Linked DNA regions of Mus musculus: all the other regions are linked to region 2. The links are chromatin contacts, called in public Hi-C and promoter capture Hi-C maps. All regions are on one chromosome and are shown on one strand. The core of a region is the stretch at or near the end of the contact, and the rest is flanking DNA. Distances in the headings are between cores, read along the strand shown.

Region 1 (3,553 bases), core at 346-2,845, 2.0 Mb after region 2:
TAGAAGCTTTATACATACTTGCCAAAACTTAGAAGCAACCCAGATATTCTTCAGTGGCTGTGTGCATAAATAAGCTTTGCTTCACCAAGGGCTGGGGAGATATTTCGGTTGGCAAAAGGTTTGTAGTGAAAGCTATGACCCTGAGGATTAGAGTTCAGGTCCCCAGCAAGTGGAATGCAGTGATGTACTGCTACCATCGCAGGACTGGGAAGGCAGAGCAAGTGGATCCTCAGAGCTCACTGGCCAGCCAGCCTAGCCACATCAATGAGCTACAGGTACGGTGAATGACGGCTATAAAAAATAATGTGTAGGGAAATTTGAGGAAATATACAACATGGACTTCTGCCTCTGAACACATGTGCACACACATGTTCAGGGACCCATATGTATATGCATACAGATCTGTACAAACACACATATAATCTCCTGCACTATACACAAGGAAGGAAGCGACCGATCTCTGGAAAGCCATAGAAGAAGCTGAATGGCTATACCGAGAGAAAGAAACCAACCTGAAATGCTACATAGCTTGTGTTTACAGCATAAAGCATTCTGGGAAAACTGACAGTATGGCGACCATAAAAAGATCAGTGACAGTGAGTATCTTGACTATGAGGGAGGAGTGAGTAAGGAGATCAGAGGTAAGTTTTAAGATGAAGAAAATACTTCATGTGACATTATACTCATGAATGAATGCCAATATTTCTCAAGCCCATTGCCACCGAGAGAGAACACTGTATTTCTGGGCGGAGCCTTGTAAAATTTAGCACTAGAGGCAACCAGTGGCTGCTGACAGAGAGAGACTCAGTTTTCTTCATGGGTGAGTGCCCTGATAAGTTATTAAACCCCACATGGTCAGCCCTAAACACACGTACATATGAGCTAAACACTAAATGGACTCAGTAGACTCGTGTGTATGCGCATGTATAATACAGAATTCGGGCTGTGAATATGACAGGGAGTGGGGAGTGGGGGTGGGGGGGGAGTGGGGGAGAGATGATGTAAATGTTCAAGCCATTATAATTTTTAAATAAAAAGAGTGAGCTCTACATACACTACAGACTTCACTTAATAATGCAAAGATACTAGACAACTCATCAGCTGTAACACTATGGTGTGGGATACTGTGAATGGAGAGCCAGCATTGACATGGAATCTCTCTGCCTTCTATACTTTCCCATAGTGGATTTAGGAAGTACAATCTATTTACAAAGATTTCACCCAAGTGGCCTGGTCTCCCAGTGTGGTGTGTCTCAGCACAGATGGCAGAGTGGGTCCAGCAGTTGACTCAGGCTGAGGGACTGTTGAGTCACAGCTCCAGAACAGTTCTACATTTTCAGCTGGCGAGGCAGGTCACCACATCCTGCCTTCCCGCACCCCTCCCCCCACACTAAATATGGGCCTTAACATTTATTTATTCCACTGAATCTGGTCTTGTTTGAGTCCGAGCCTCTGATGCCCTGGCCATGCCTCCTCACAGCTGCACCCCACCCAGCTGTGCCAAGCAGCTATAAAAGGAAACTTCCTTCACAGTCCCCAGAAAAGCAGGAAATGACTGTCCAAAGGGAAGTTCTATCATGGAGTTCGGTTCCGCCCAGTGACTCGGAGATGCAGAGATACAAAACCAAAGCTGCGGCCACTGACCTGCTCCCTGCTTCAGCAGCTCGGCTGCAGAGTTGGCTGCTGTCTGGGGAGAGTTTTCTGCTATTTCCTCCAGTGGATCTGCAGGAAGGAGTGAGACGAGACATGAGCTCCTGACACAGTAGTCCACATGGCAAAGAAAATCTGATGACAGAATTCCCAGACGGTGACAGAGCTTTCTCTTGCGAGGCAATCATGCAGCCCACAGAGACTGTAACCCATTCTGAACACAGATGGAGGTGGTATGCCCCTAAAACATGTTCCAAGTCTCTGAATTCATTTACATAAGTGATCAAAATTTAAAAGATAAATAAAATAACATTTACCTACAGGAAAGCTGGGACACACAGTAAGGCCCCTATACACCCTGGATATTAATTTTTAAAAAAATTATTGTGGGTATTTTCTAACAAATATAAAAGTAGAGAGACTTGTTCATTCATGACCTAAATTTAACCATAGCAACATCATTCTCATTTTGTAGGACTGTGAATCTATAATGCAAGTGACCTTAAAATTAGTCTGAGAAAATATATTTTTTCATACACACACATGTTTGTATATAAAATAACTACTTATGTATGTACACGTTTTACATGTCTGGTGCCCAAGGAGACTAGATCTTCTACAACTACAGTTTTACATGGTCGTAAGCTGCCTAATGTAAGTGCTGGGAATTGAACTCAGGACCTCTGGGAAAGCAGTCAGTGCTTTTAACCACTGAACCATCTCTCCAGACCCCAAGTGTTTTACATCTTTAAGCTGAGCAGTCTTTGTTTTCTGGACACCTTCCATACAGGCCACGATGGGCAATGTCTGAAAGCTATTATCAGCAGCAGGGCATTCTTCTTTCTCAATTCAGGTGGCCACTAGTTTTCTTTGGGGTTTAAGAGTATATGTCATAAAAAAAGAACCTTAGTTTATTTTGTAAGGTGGGTCCTGGGTACAGCATGCTATCAGCGGTACAGAAGATCGTACACGCAGCCAGATAGCACTGAGAACTCCTCCACATACCTCTCTCCGGAATGAGCAGCTTGCAGGGTAAAGCCAAGGGCGTAATGGAATGCTGGCACACCAAAGCCGTCAGGCTCCCTATAAAGTGGATAAGAGTAAATGAATGTCACCAATCTCTTCACTTGCTCTGTGCTTAACCAAAGAATCAGTTGAGACCAAAATTCCAAAAACGCATGCCTTTATACCACTGTGGGATGTGACTCAAAGCTCCAAGAATGACAAGGCCCAAGCCAATGAAGAGGGTGATGGAGGGACCTGTAGTGTATGCCAAGCATATGGCCTTTATAAGTGCGAAGTGCCGGGGCGCTTCTTACGAGTAGGAAACAAGGCTGCCCCGGTCTATCCAGAAGGCTCTCAATTCACAAAGAAGGGGGAGCTCTGGTGGCAGCACTGTGCTCCTCCTCCTTGTGCCTGAGGCATGGGGACACACTGCGCTCCAACCCTGCTGGGACCCAGCTGCTGACCTTCACCTTGTCTTATTCTAGCTCTCGGAGGATCCCTTCCGTTTATTTGGTTTTTGACAAGGCTTCTAAAGAACAACTGCCCCTTCAGCTTATCTTAAAGACCTCACGTGGCAGCCTGACACCCTGGGGCTGAAAGGAGAGAAACCCATTGTGGTACAGAGTCCCTCGAATCTCAAGCCACCTGAAGGAGGGAATCTATGCTCTAGAAATTCAAAAGAGCTTCTCAAGTAACTCACCAAAATATGGTTCATTTGAGCACCCTTTCAACCGCACTCCCTTTGGGGTACACTCAATCAGGAAATGCCGGACAAGTTCATTGGACAAATCTCCAGCTGCGGGAAGAATAAAAATTTATTGTTTTAAATTTAAAATGTAAGAGAATCAAAGTAGGGATCGAGGGTAGAGAAAAAAGAGAGAGAACTATATAGAAGACA
Region 2 (3,456 bases), core at 713-3,212:
AATTGCCAACTTTTAAACTATTTTAGTAATGGATTCTAGTTCAAGCTTTGATCTCTGAATTCATTTGCATCCCGGAAAACAATTCTGCAAAGAAAAGACAGGGGCCTTGGTCCAGGTTCCATGCAAAACCATTTTTTTTAAATGGATCTAATTTTCGAATTCTCCAATGGCTTCTTGAATTCTTCTCTTGCCCTGTCCATGATTGTGTAAAGTTGCATTCCTTTTCATAAACCTGTACCCTCAGAACTGGGTAACTGCAAAAGGCCTCTTTCTTCTCAAAGATTCCACTAAGACCTAGATCCAAAATGCTGATTTCGATGGAGGTGAAGGGATAGATGCTGATAGTAGTGAGGCCTGGAGGGATCCTAAGACCAGATTACCCAGGAAGAACACAAATTCAGCTATTCCCAATGCATGAGTCTGGGTAACCCAGGTGTGGTTTTGGTCCCAGACGCTCGAAGATCTATCTATCCCTTCCAGTGTTTTCCTGATGAATTTCCGAACCTCGGTTTTAAACAACAGAAGCTGAGACTCTTGCGCAGGTGAGGAGATGCTGCTCCTCTTTGCAGGTTGCTGGCAGTTCCTTGGAACTTAACTGCTTTTCTCTAATTGTCTGTGACTGTTTTCTTATGGTTATTTCTCTTAACTATATTATTTTATTTTTTTTTTTGTTTTCTTCGTCTGCGGCCTCCCCTGATCCCTCTCCACTAGCTCACTGGGGACGAGAAGGAAAGGGCGCTCTCTAGCCAAGGGGATGGTGGTGGGGTTGGGGGAGGCCGGTACGGGAAGCTGCCTGCTTCAATCCTCATCCACTTCCTCACCCTCCGACTCGTCGCCGCCACCGCTGCCCCCGCCGCGTCGCTCGTAAAGCTTATCCCTCTGTCGCTCCTGGATCTCTTTCATTTCATCTGCATACCGACAGAAGGCGCCTCCAAACTTGCCCCAGGCCTTGAAGGGCACGGTGATGGCATTGCGGTAGGACGGCTTCACCTCGCTCACTCGCAGGAACACCCCGTACTTGTTGCAGCCGACGTCGAAGAAGAAGCGCTTCGAGTCCACGGTGATGGAGGTGCCCTCCGGGAGCTCTCCGTACAGGCCGCCCCCGGGGCCGCCGGCGCCGCCTCCCGGGCCGCCGGCCAGCTCGTCCTCGTCGCCCCCGTAGTCGTCGATGAGCTTGGCGAGCGCGTCGCGGAACTCGATGAGGCCCTGCGCGGGCAGCGCGATGGTCTGGCCGCTCTGCAGGCCGCCGGGCCCGGGCCCCCCGCCGAAGCCGCCGCCGCCGCGGTTCACCGTCTGGCGGATGCGCAGGAAGCGGCCGCGCTGGTTCTCCTTGAGGTCCAGGTAGTACTTGCGGTTCTCGCGCACCAGGAACTCGCTCTTGAGCGCGCGGCGCGGCCCGCCGCCCTCCTCGGCGCCCGCCGCCAGCTGCTCGGGGCTGCTGGGACCCAGCTGCGCGTAGTGCTCGATGAAGTCGCCCAGCGAGTCGCGGAACTCGGCGGCCACCGCCATCGACAGCGTGAGGCGGCTCTTGGAGCCGCCCGCGCCCACCTCGGCGATCTTGAGGAAGCGGCCCTTGGCGTTCTGCTTCACGTCCAGGTAGAAGCGCTTGTTCTGGATGTCCAGCCGCTTCGAGGCCAGCTCCTGCGTCTCCTGCTCGCCGCCCGGCCCGCCACCGCCGCCGCCGCCGCCGCGGGGCGCGGGCTGGAAGCCGCCGGGCCCGCCGCCGCCGCCGCCGCCACCGCCGCGCTCGCTGCCGCTGTCGCCGTCCGCCATCTTCTCGGCCGCCGCCTCGCCGCCGCCGCCCGCTGCGCTCGCGCCCCCGCCCTCCGCCCTGCGGCTCGCGCTCCGGGGCCCCCCAGCCTCGCCCGCCGGCTCCTCACGCGCGCCCGCCGCTCATCGCCGGTCGCCGCCGCCCCCCATCGCCTCCGCGCCCCGCCCCCGCGGCTTCCGTGCGGCACGGCCCGCTTCCGGCGCGCGCCTCCCGTGACGTCACTCCGCCCCGCCCGCCGCCGCCTCCCGGCCGGAAGACCCACACACACCACGCCGGCGGGGCGCAGAGGTGACGTCGCTGGCCGCGCCGGCAAGGCGTTCTGCGGCTACCCCGGGCGAGCCTATGTTTCTGTCCGCTGGTTTTGGGGTCCTCTTTCTTGATGCTTTACTGACGCTCCCGGTTTCAGAGGGTTTAGTGTGTGACTAGATGACTCTGTTGCTTTGGGGCTGTGGGAAGGCAGAACGTTTTGCCGAGAAGCACATGAATTATTCAACAGTGGAGCCAATCACCTCCTGGCGCCTGGGAAAGCAGAGAGACAGGAAAGGGCCAGGGGCTAGGGATCTTTCCAGAGCATACCCCAGTAACCTGTTTTCTCCAGTGAGATCCTACTTCTCACTAATGCTACTAGATTATTAATCCTCAGGGACGAGTACACTGATTAAGTCGGACTCCTAACGATTGGATCTAGCAATCCTTCAGTAAATAAGCCCGTGTTTCTAAAACAAAGAAACCAGAATACCATCTTATTTTATAAACTCCCTGAATGGAGTTCACACAAATAACTTTTGGGTTTTTTTTTTTTTTACAATTGGGTGTTTTTAATGATAGGATCTCACTAAGCTATATTGGCTTAAACTTGAGTTCTTGCATCAGTTTAATATTCGTTAACCAGGTTCCTCTAAAGTGTTGTTTTTTTTTTTTTAAAGATTTATTTATTATTATATGTAAGTACACTGAAGCTGTCTTCAGACACACCAGAAGAGGGAGTCAGATCTTGTTACGGATGGTTGTGAGCCACCATGTGGTTGCTGGGATTTGAACTCTGGACCTTCAGTCGGGTGCTCTTACCCACTGAGCCATCTCTCCAGCCCTAAAGTGTTTTAAATTTGTTTCTGTGTGGCTATACATGTACGTGTATGTGGAGGCCGGAAATAGAGTGTTTGTGTTACTCTCCACCGTATTTTTTGTGAGTGGGTCTCTGGCTGAACTTAGAGCTCACTGAATTGATCTAAACTGGCTGTCAGTGAGCCCTAGGGATCCCCCACCCCCACCCCCTGCTGCACCCTGCTCTTTTATGCAGCTGCTAGGTTTTCAAGCTTGTGTCTTAATGCTTGTGTGATGAGCAGTTAACCGCCCCTCTAGCCTGTATTCTGCCTGATGGGCCAGCTTTGTTATTTTGTTTCCGCTGAAATTTCATTTGCATCTAAGCCTAGAGTCTTCTCTTGTAATTTTTTAGTAAGGACATATTTTTGAGTGGTTTTATGGTTTGATTTTTAAGTATAGGACTATGTTTATCTGAAATATATCATGATGTCTGGGATGAAGTAAAGAATCTAAGGAATTTCCTTCAAATGACTAACCCATTGTCCCAGTACTATGTATTGGGTAATCCTTGGAGGATAGATGTTAACAGGTGGAGATAGGGTAGGTTATTTTGGGCAGAGGAACATATGTCTCCAGATGGT
Region 3 (3,764 bases), core at 79-2,578, 2.0 Mb after region 2:
ATGGAAAATGATGGTTTTATATGGATTCCATTAGAAGAACAGGAAGCTTTTGAAAAAGCATTTGACTTAAAATATCTCTGGCTCTTAGAAGGGACAACACATAAAACTTACAACCAGGAAGTTTTACAACACATAAAACTTACAAGCATGGGGCAGACCCTAACCTGCCGGGGCTTGTCATGGGGCTTATGCAAGGGCTTTCTCTCGAGAGTACGATCTGCCCCGTGATGTGAGCTGTAGCGCACAGCCTTGTATCTGTAAGGATCAACAGATGCTGCAAGAGACCACATTCTTCCTCCCTAGCCACTCACAGCCCTAAGATTCTCCTACCCGACATGTGGGGGAGGCAACCCCAGTCCTATCCCAGGAGGGAAGGACAGCTAAGGTACCAGTCACCCCGGCTGCAGAAGCTCTGCCGGAATCTGAGCACATCAGTCCAGTCAATGCCTGTTTTGTTTCAGTGTTCATGGATTTGCTTAGAAATGCTACCTTTGCAGGCTCCAAGCATAGAAGAGATGAGGGAGCCTCATTAAAAATCCCAGCATCTGCTCCACAGGCTGCCTGCCTCTTTAGTGGAAACAACTGCCCTCTGGGGAAGCTGCTCGGGGAACACTCTCCTGAGGGCTATGGGTTGGGCTGTGACAGAGAGAAAGGGGCAGGCCCACGATCATCAGTTTGGGCAGAAGAGTGCACAGAAAGCGGCACACATTCAAACCAGGCTTTTGTTCATCCCTAAGGAGCTCCACAAAGTTAGAAAGCGTGCCTCCCCTGAAAGACGGTCCCTAAGAGACTTGAGAAACGCCACTAAGTGATAAGGGAACTCAGAACAGAAAACTGTCTGGCTATCTTTCCATGCCCCAGTTCACCTAGGTGTCCTGGCCATTGGCACTGGGTCTGTCTGTCTCCTCCTCCCTACTCCCACCACTACCCTCCCCCACATCCCAGATCAGGTTTCAGCAACTGGATGTGCCCAAAGGAACCAGAGCTCAGAGACACCAGGGACACAGAAATAGCTCCTGGAGAAGCCACGAGGCCAGCTGTTGGCTTACCTGGGCACCTGGGGTCCGGTCAGTCCATGGAAGGGCCTAGAATCTGTGAGCCTTGTTAAAGGCACTCTGCAGGGTCTGTCCCCAGCAGCCCCGGGTGCTGAGTCCGGCCCAATGGCGTCCCCCACCCACCCTGGGAGGGCTCAGTGTTCTGCCAGTCCCCGGGGGAGTCAGGGCGAGAGGCGGGGCTGCCACCTCCAAAGAGGCCCATTCAGAGGGCAGCGGGAGAGTAGGTCGCAGGAAAGAATCCCGGGATTGTTGGGCGGCCGCGGGCTGCTGCGGGCCGCCTGCCCAGTCAGTGCCTCCAGACTTGGCCCCGCCTGCTCTCTGCTGCAGTTCGCTTCCTTTCCATTCTGCTTCCCTTCTTCCTCCTCCCCCTTCAAGTTCGGAAAAACTTCCCGGCCAAAACCCACCACAACTTAAAACCACGCCGCCGAGACCAGGGACACCCAGCGGAGACAAGGGGCAGGACAAACAGCCACGCCCCACACCTGCCCTTCGCGGCAACCTGAGGACGCAGGAGGAAAAAGCCAGTGGGGTTTGACTCTGTGACGCTGAGCCACAGATTCCTTTCCTGGTAGAAGGGGATCGCCTCGCCCCAACAAAGCCTTCACCACAGCCCTACACAAGGCAGCCAGGAGACTTCAGCTGCGGAAACCCACTCCTCAGTATCTGCTCAACTGCAGATTTTCCTCCTGGCTGCAGTGGGAACCAACAGAAACTGATCAGGAACCAGCCTGTTTCATTGGGCTTTCTACTAACAGGTTCTGGGAAGCATCTACATCTAGATCCCCTTCTTCCTCCTATTTCCTTCATGTGTTTCCCCCATATGGAAGGGCCCCCCAAAACATCAATTGAACCTCTCGACAGCCTTCAAAATTGCTTACAAACACCAGTACCTATTTTAGTCTGAGACATTTTCTTGTGCATCAAGTAGCATACAGAGTCTATTACCTGAGCACTAAAACACAGCCTGTCCAGCAGCACTCCACGTTTTACCATGAACTGAAGGCAACAGAGTCTCACTCACTCTGCAAATGTGAGCTTCTAGAAACTTCTAGAACATTCTCCCTGAACGTCTCAAAGAGAAGTTTCTCATGTTCCCCAAGGGTTGCTTCCTGGCCAGCATGTGCCAGTGTTGATTTTACTTCATTATCGCAGGCCTCTGCACAGAGGTAAGTTTCCGGCACAGCTTGCTGACCATCTTGCTGAATCTAAGCCTGCCCAACCCCGCAGGTCCCAAGAGCAACTTGATAAGGAGAGGCCCTCATTCCAGGCCCATTCAGGCCACGTGTCTAGGGCCCAGCCAGGAAGACCCCTGAGAAGACACTTCCTCCCAGTTGTTTATATGCCTGAAAACAGCTATCCCTGCTATCGGAAATGCCTGGCCCCAACCCAACAGGATCAGCGGCGGGCTCAGTGAGGTGGGTGTACCAGCCTTTCCAGTCCACGACTTCCATCAGAAAAAGGTCTAACTCCTCTGTGGGTCCCGTCTACCCACAGGCCAGAGGACTGGGGGTTGTGACCGTGTCAAAGCCATGACCCAAGCAGCTCTGAGCAGGCCTCCTCACAGACTTGCTCATCACCCCCGCCCCTCCTCCCGCTCATCTGCGGCAGTGTTAGGGATTGAGATGGCTTGGAGGGTTCCTTCCTTTAGGAAGAAAGTCATTCTCTGAAACCCCACTGTTTCCCCTAGGGATCAGGGTCAGAACCTGGACAAGAGACAGCCACTGTGAACCAGCAGGATGCCCATGGGAGGACAGCAAAACCACAGCAGAGCACAAATAGGTGTTAGGACCACCGCCCCAGGAATGGGCTGAGCCAGCCTTCACCTTTGCCAGCAGGATGACACCTGGAGCCTGGCTCCACATACTGGGGCTCAAGCTCACTGAGGAGCTGATGCATTGGCCCCTTGATGGGAAAGCCTTGCCTTTAACTCTACTCAATATTAAAAAACAAACAAGCAAACGATGAACCCATAACCTTAGGCACATCTTATCACTGACTGAAAGCCCCCTCAGCCTCCTGAGTGCTGGTGATACAGCACTCCTGGTGCAGCTAGAAGGCTCAGGCCCTGGCTGGAACTGTGTAGACGGACACTCCCCTAGAAAAAGAAACCAGGTGCTTTGTGTGTAAGTTGTAGGTTTCTTTACAACCCACCTGACAGCCCTGGGAAACATAAGTGGGCAATGGTGATGTAACCTGCAGGTCCTACCTGCAACTACAGGAACTGCCCCCAAGACAGAGCCAGGTGGACCCCCAAACCACCAGAATAACCACCACCATAGCTGACAACCCCGAGTCACTCCAATGCCCTTTTCCTGTTTGTCTGAGAAACCACTGTCCACAGTTGAGCAGACCCAAAGAGAATTCTCCCTGACAATTCTGCAGAGAAAGGCTTTAAAACAAAACACACCCCACACCCAAACCCATGTGCCCGCCACCTCATGGTCACCCAATGCCATAGCCTTCCGAGAAAACTAAAATCCAACAGCTGGTGACACTGACTTTCTACCAGTGTGCCATGCTGAAACCCAAGGAACACCAAATTTACCCACAATACCCTTTGGAACACTTTCCCCCACAAAGACATCAAGTGGCTGCCTGTATTTCTCTGTAAATGTGCTCACTGGTCGTTCCTCACAGGTTCGGGCATAGCAGTGCACAGTTCCTATGTAGCACTAATAGGGTGATACACTCTTATAGGAGAATTTGCTG

What was found. Promoter capture Hi-C pulls out the DNA fragments that hold promoters and counts their contacts. Hi-C and Micro-C count contacts between places; a contact is called where the count stands out from the background.
Region 1: a contact with region 2 is called in a Hi-C map of myocytes, with 5 times the contacts expected there. The contact joins the enhancer-like site here to the promoter of Purb in region 2. A contact is called at or near these places in 1 of 39 promoter capture datasets (liver) and 1 of 484 Hi-C or Micro-C datasets (myocytes).
Region 3: a promoter capture Hi-C map of stem cell-derived epiblast-like cells shows a contact between it and region 2, with 4 times the contacts expected there. The contact joins the enhancer-like site here to the promoter of Purb in region 2. A contact is called at or near these places in 4 of 39 promoter capture datasets (the 3T3-L1 cell line, 3T3-L1-derived adipocytes, cranial neural crest and 1 more) and 1 of 115 datasets of contacts at active chromatin or transcription factors (astrocytes).

The regions. Positions count from the first base shown.
Region 1 is chr11:8,442,291-8,445,843 of GRCm38.p6, forward strand. Tns3 (tensin 3) reads right to left here. Exons shown (of 31, transcript NM_001083587.1): 25 at 3,356-3,451; 26 at 2,656-2,733; 27 at 1,645-1,722. Among named protein-coding and RNA genes, the nearest start is that of Tns3, 220 kb to the right of the region's middle. Within about 2 kb of position 1,596, at least 94 of the 459 cell types and tissues checked have an H3K27ac peak or open chromatin away from gene starts, as enhancers often do. A contact at or near this core is called in liver and myocytes, where this site is marked.
Region 2 is chr11:6,474,114-6,477,569 of GRCm38.p6, forward strand. Purb (purine rich element binding protein B) reads right to left here and starts at 1,963. Exons shown (of 1, transcript NM_011221.3): 1 at 1-1,963. The coding sequence starts at 1,773. The coding sequence ends at 799.
Region 3 is chr11:8,467,378-8,471,141 of GRCm38.p6, forward strand. The region is part of intron 20 of Tns3 (tensin 3); the gene reads right to left. Among named protein-coding and RNA genes, the nearest start is that of Tns3, 200 kb to the right of the region's middle. Within about 2 kb of position 1,329, at least 263 of the 459 cell types and tissues checked have an H3K27ac peak or open chromatin away from gene starts, as enhancers often do. A contact at or near this core is called in astrocytes and stem cell-derived epiblast-like cells, where this site is marked.